2 separate regions of the Rattus norvegicus genome follow, and region 1 is linked to region 2. Evidence: chromatin contacts called from public Hi-C data. All regions are on one chromosome and are shown on one strand. The core of a region is the stretch at or near the end of the contact, and the rest is flanking DNA. Distances in the headings are between cores, read along the strand shown.

What was found. A called contact is a pair of places that touch in the nucleus more often than the background predicts.
Region 1: a Hi-C map of the Rat2 cell line shows a contact between it and region 2, with 12 times the contacts expected there. The contact joins two enhancer-like sites. A contact is called at or near these places in 3 of 12 Hi-C or Micro-C datasets (the A7r5 cell line, the Rat2 cell line and frontal cortex).

The regions. Positions count from the first base shown.
Region 1 is chr9:54,985,455-54,988,280 of GRCr8, forward strand. It overlaps Col5a2 (collagen type V alpha 2 chain), which reads right to left. Exons shown (of 54, transcript NM_001399195.1): 9 at 793-837. Among named protein-coding and RNA genes, the nearest start is that of Col5a2, 100 kb to the right of the region's middle. Within about 2 kb of position 1,272, at least 6 of the 93 cell types and tissues checked have an H3K27ac peak or open chromatin away from gene starts, as enhancers often do.
Region 2 is chr9:54,323,453-54,326,559 of GRCr8, forward strand. All of the region lies in intron 4 of Gulp1 (GULP PTB domain containing engulfment adaptor 1), which reads left to right. Among named protein-coding and RNA genes, the nearest start is that of Gulp1, 210 kb to the left of the region's middle. Within about 2 kb of position 1,294, at least 5 of the 93 cell types and tissues checked have an H3K27ac peak or open chromatin away from gene starts, as enhancers often do.

The DNA of each region.
Region 1 (2,826 bases), core at 22-2,521, 660 kb after region 2:
GTTTTAGAACATTCTTCAAGTAAGATTCCCCAGAATAACCACCTTGGCTTTAATTCACACAAAAAAAATATTAATTGCAAGTGGCCTTTTATTATCTAATTGTAAAGCCAGAGACTTGGAAAAATCAATTATGGGAATGTTATAAGACAAGAAGTATGTTCTGTTTTTTCGAAGCAAGGACACATAACATAACTCCAAGTGTTAGAGGGCAGTCACGTAAAGAAATCAGATGACAAATATGTGGGGCAAGTAAGAAACTATGAGGACTAGGGAATATCTCAGTGGATTAAGCATTTCCTATGCAATCATGAGAATGATCACACTGTGGGCCACTCCACCACTCATGTGAAAGCTGGGCAGATATGGTGGCCACCCTAATCCCAGTGCTTGGTAAACAGAAATGGGAACAGGGCATCTTTGGAGCAAATTAGTCACCTGACTCGCTAAACTAATGAGTGGTCACGTTCAGCAAGGGACCATGTTTCAAGAAATCAAGCAAAGAACAATGAAGATACATGACTTCAGCCTCTAGTCTACACACACACACATACACACACACACACACACACACACATATGCACACACACACACACATGCACATGCACACACGCACATTATTTAAAAAAAATAAACTATCAACAAAGAAGGCTACATGTGCTTCTAAATCAGTAGGAAAAATTGGTAGATGTCATTCCAAGTGAGAATTCTACAGTTTAATGTTCAGTCCAAAGTAGTAATGAGTCCTGAGCCTTCTTTATTACAGCATATAAATTAATTATAAAAGACACTTACTTGCTGTCCTTGTAAACCCTGAGGTCCCCTTGGGCCAATAGGACCCTTAAAAACAAGTGGAAAAAAAGTTACATTATATTTGTGTCACATTGTATTTATATTATTTTTAGATTATTTTATTTTAGGTAGATGAGTGTTTTGCTCATAGGTTTGCCTGTGTACCACATGTTATGCCTGGTGTTCTTGGATGCCATACAAGAATATTGTATCCTCTAGTACTGGACTTATAGATAGTTGAAAGCCACCATGAGGGTACTGAGAATCAAACCTGGGTTCTCTGAGACAACTGGTGCTCTTACCAGCTGAGCCATCTCTTCAACTCCTCAACTTACATTTTTAAAATGCTGAATGTATTTTAGAACCTGGAAAGTGAAGACTGACTAGAGGGCCATAACGGCATGCCCCAGTCTTGCTCTTCTGGGAGGAATATGGAATCAGAGATTAAATTTGAGTAACAGTCGTGATGATTTCATTGTGAATCATCTGTGCCATAAGGACAGATGACCGTGCCTGTACACACCCATTGTCTTTAGGGCAAGGGCCTGCACATGTGCTAATGGATTGTTCTAATAAAGTAAACCAACTTAAAAAGGGAAGATCTTGGCAAGCACATAGTCCTGGTAGACGGCCAGTTTGATGCTTCAGTTCCACAGCAGCCTAACTTAAATAACAAGCTAAGTTAATAGTTTATGAAACCGACAGTCTTTGTTAGATTATTTCCAATGTCAGTTTAAAATTATCCAGCCACTGAGTTCTCTGGAACATTTCTTTCTTTCACAACATATATTAAAAGTATAAACAGTCTTTCTTATCTACACGTTAAATTATTCGCTGAAGCACAAGAAACAGGGATGAGAGAAATGCAGGCTTCATGAAATTTTATTTCTGTATGAGGACAACAAAACTTAATGTCAAACCTTATAAAATAAAATCAGTTTAACTAAAATTAAGTTCAATCAATAAGTTATTTTTAGCTTATTGTGCATGCTAGCTACTAAGGAGTAAAAAGATCTTTAAAGTGTGGAGGTAGAAGAATGGGTGCTTGGGCAGAGAAAGAAGATTAATAGAAAAGGAAAATTCGGGATTGGGGATTTAGCTCAGTGGTAAAGCGCTTGCCTAGCAAGCACAAGGCCCTGGGTTCAGTCCCCAGCTCCTAAAAAAAGAAAAAAAAAGAAAAAAAGAAAGAAAAAAAAAGGAAAATTCAAGAATGAACATTATCAAATTCTGTATATATATATAAAGATGATATAATGAAAACCCATTGTTATGTACAATTAATATATGCAAATAAAACATTAATTTTAAGTTAAAAAACTTTAAAAATAAAATTTTAATAAGTATAAATATTTGTAGTTTAAACTTTACATATATAAGTCTGAATTCTTAGAAAATTATCACAAACCAAACCAACCAGTCAATAGTGCCATGGGTAACTTAGAAAACACACAAATCATGTTTTAGGTATCCTAAAGCTGGCCTTAAGGATGAAAAGTGAGGTGAGGATCTATGAGATGTGACTTCACTTCTTACTGTATGAGATTTCATTAACATGGAACAATTTTGAATTATTGTAATCAAAAAGCATGGGAGACTTGATTTGAAGAGTGTTAATTTTTTTTCTCAGAGTCTGGAATTCTTCAAATAGCCAACTTAAAAATTAACCAGGGGAGATGGAAAATTTAAGAGACCAGAGACAAAAGAAGACTAGCCATGGAAGCAGAGTTGTTGGAATAAAGAGGCCAAAGCATGTGAGGTGAGTAGGAAGTCATAAAAATGGAAATCTGGTTGACAGTTCTGCCAAGTCAGTATTTCTAATCAACATAATAAAATATAATAAATATACTTTTAGATCATGGTGGTAGTTATGTCTTCTTCATCCTCAAGTACTAAATGAAATATGTAGATAGAGTTTACTGATTTTCACAAATGCTTAGCATGGGTATAAATGGAACATCACTGGGCTTCTAAATTGCACACAGTAGGACTTGTTAAATAAATTAAAGGTATTAATAAGTGTGTTTTAAATATTTTAAT
Region 2 (3,107 bases), core at 44-2,543:
TAAGTATACATTCTGTGGGGTCCCAAGATAACATCCTCTTTCATTTGGGAAGAATGCGCTTAGCAGCCATTTCTTTACAATGTTCTTTGGGTGGTAATTGAGGCTGGGCTTTATCCGAGCAGCATTTCTATCTAAGTGTAGAGGGTTTTATTGAAAGACTATTCAGCTTGTGGCAACACTTAAACTATGATTCTATATAATTGTTTTTAAAGTGATACAAATCCTGATTTAAGCCCAACTTTACTGCAATCAGAAGGTATCTTAAAAGAACAATTATTTTGGCGATATTTCTTTATATCTTGGGAATTCTTCATTCAACATCTCATACCTGAAACCAATTTAAATGGCTTCTAAAACTATGACTTATATATACTATATGACATTTCTGTATAATTTCACACTAAGAAATGAATATTATTGGGGAATATAATGGAAACCAATAAGATAGTTTAAGTGTACACTTAGTGGGCAGTAGGTTTTATTAAATGTATCTTTTACAATTAATATGCATTTAATAAATAAACTATTTTGACTGAAAAATTTGTTTCTTAGGGAAAAATGTGTTTCTTAGGTTCTTAGTCGAAGAGAATCTTTTACTAGTAAACATGAAGAAAACAATGGTTTTATGTAAATTTGTTGTCATATTTCTTTTATGTTGTGTTTGAGGTCAGAAGCTATCATACAAACTATAGCAATATTAGTACTTATTTTAATTTTGCTGTCATATAAATAAGACCAGATGGTGGTGCTGTGGCTCCACTAGAAATGGAAAGTACCAACTGTTCAGGACCTCATTTTGATTTTCTCCGTATTTTTTTCAAACACAATCCTGACTCTTTAATACATATATTGCAGTGCTATACTCAGATTTTTTCTTGTGTAATCAAAATGTTATTTATATTTACTCCCCTTTCAAAGTTTGCATTTTAAATGTGTTTGATTTTTGAGTTTTGATAATTAGAAATTTAAACATCATTCAGGGTGATGAAAAGCTTAATGAATTTTCAATAATGGTATTTTCTACCCCCTGTACCTCATGGCATCTGCTTGAGTTTTAACAAAATGTTTCTAAAAATTTAAATATTGACTACTGTGTAACTGTAAAGAATTCAAAGTTTGAAAATTTTAATGTAATAATTTGTGCAAGAATATAAATATTTCCATATTCTGTTTGCTAAAATGTTCATTTTTCTGTTTCTTATGCTTAAGCTGATATTTAAGAAAATAGTAAGTATCTAAAAGTGTGATCCTCTAAAACTTAGCACAGTTATCATGATGAATTTTGTTTTCAGACAGTGTCTGTTTCAGTACATTCAGTACAAATACCAGGACTCAATGTGTGTTCACAATTTGTTATGCCTCAGTAAGAACACACACCGGAACATTGCTATTATTTCACCAGCATCCCTGAAACATAAGCAGGATATATATTTCTGTCCCCAGTTCGAAAGACTTTAGTTAATGAAACTCACTTGACACACACAAAGCTGCTTTAATGTGGTAGATAGCCTTTAAAAGTCACTGTCAAGACAAATTCATCAGCCCAGGTCTTCATCACTGTATTTCATTCTGTGCAGTGTATTTCTGTTTTCTTTTACTTTTTCTTCAACTGATCAATAATTTAGAACTTATTTAGGAATTATTTAGCAAATAAGTAGGAAAAATACAAAGTAGTGCCAAATAATTTTCAGATTATATGATAGGATACATTATATGATAGGATACATAAAAATCCCACCAGGGAACTCTTACAGCCGATAAACACCAGCAAAGTATCCAGCAAAGTAACTGAATACAAGAATTTTTTTTAAAAAAATAGTTCTTTTATATACAAAAGTCAAACCGAATGAGGAACAAATCAGGGAAATAATACCTTTCACAATAATCTCAGATAATATAAAATATCTTGGGGGGTACTTCTCCATATGCAGATGAAAGGCCTGTATTATAAAAACTTAAAGTCTTTGAAAGGATTGGAAGAAAGTATCAGAAAATAGAAAAATCTCTTATGCTCATGGATCAGAGGGATTAAAATAGTTTAATTGGCCATCTTACCAAAGCAGTCTATAAATTCAATGCAATCCCTATCAAAATTCCAACACAATTCTTTAGAGACCTGTTCATATGGAAAATTAAAAATAAATGAACAAACCACAATTGGAATTTCTAAAACAATTCTGAACAATAAAAGAATTACACAAAATAGAGTATTATTCAGCTGTTAAAATAAATGACATGCAATTTTCAGGCAAATGAATAGAACTAGAAAAAAATCATCCTAAGTAAGGTATCCTAGACCCAAAAAGGTGGAATAAATGATAAAATGCATTAAATTAAATAAATGTTAACCAACCCAAAGAGGAAGGCTCTAGAGGTGAAACTGGGTTCTCCCTTGGGATGGGGAAATAGAATAGACTAGTGGCAGGTAGGGACAGAAACAGGGAATCAAGTGGCTGGGAAGGGCCATGGGGTGGAGGGAGAGATTATGGGTAGAGAAGCTAGAATTGGGGGATATTTGGGAAGTTGTGTGGAAACTTACTGCAGTGGAAAGAAATTTCCTGGAACCCATAAATGTGATCTTAATGAAGATTCCTAGTAATAGAGGATATGGAGTCTCTGCTGACTATCTCTTGTAGCCAGGCTAGGCTTCCAGTGGCCAAATTGGGTTGCATTTAATTGAATTGTTGGCCAAGGGGTTCCCATGGAAATCCCCAAACAGTCTGGTTGTGTTGCTGTTGCTAAGACAAAGGCTTGCTCTCTACAAATGGACAGCAGCATCCCATTGTTGGGTACAATACCCACGTTTCTCATTGAACTTGAAAGCATCAAACTGGTACCTACATGGAACTTTTTCTATCTGTGTACTCTCTTTCATACAGGAAGGTACTCTTCAAGCTACCGGGAGAGAAACCCAACCATAAAACCTTTGACCTACAATCTCCTACATGTAAAATATACTGGGATAATGGTGGCACAGAACTTGTAGGAATAACCAACCAATGTGTGATTTGACTTAAGACCCACTTGATGAGAAGGAACCCATACTTAATGCTGCTTGAATAACCAAGAACCAGAGACCAGATAGTCTGGATAAAACCAAACACTAC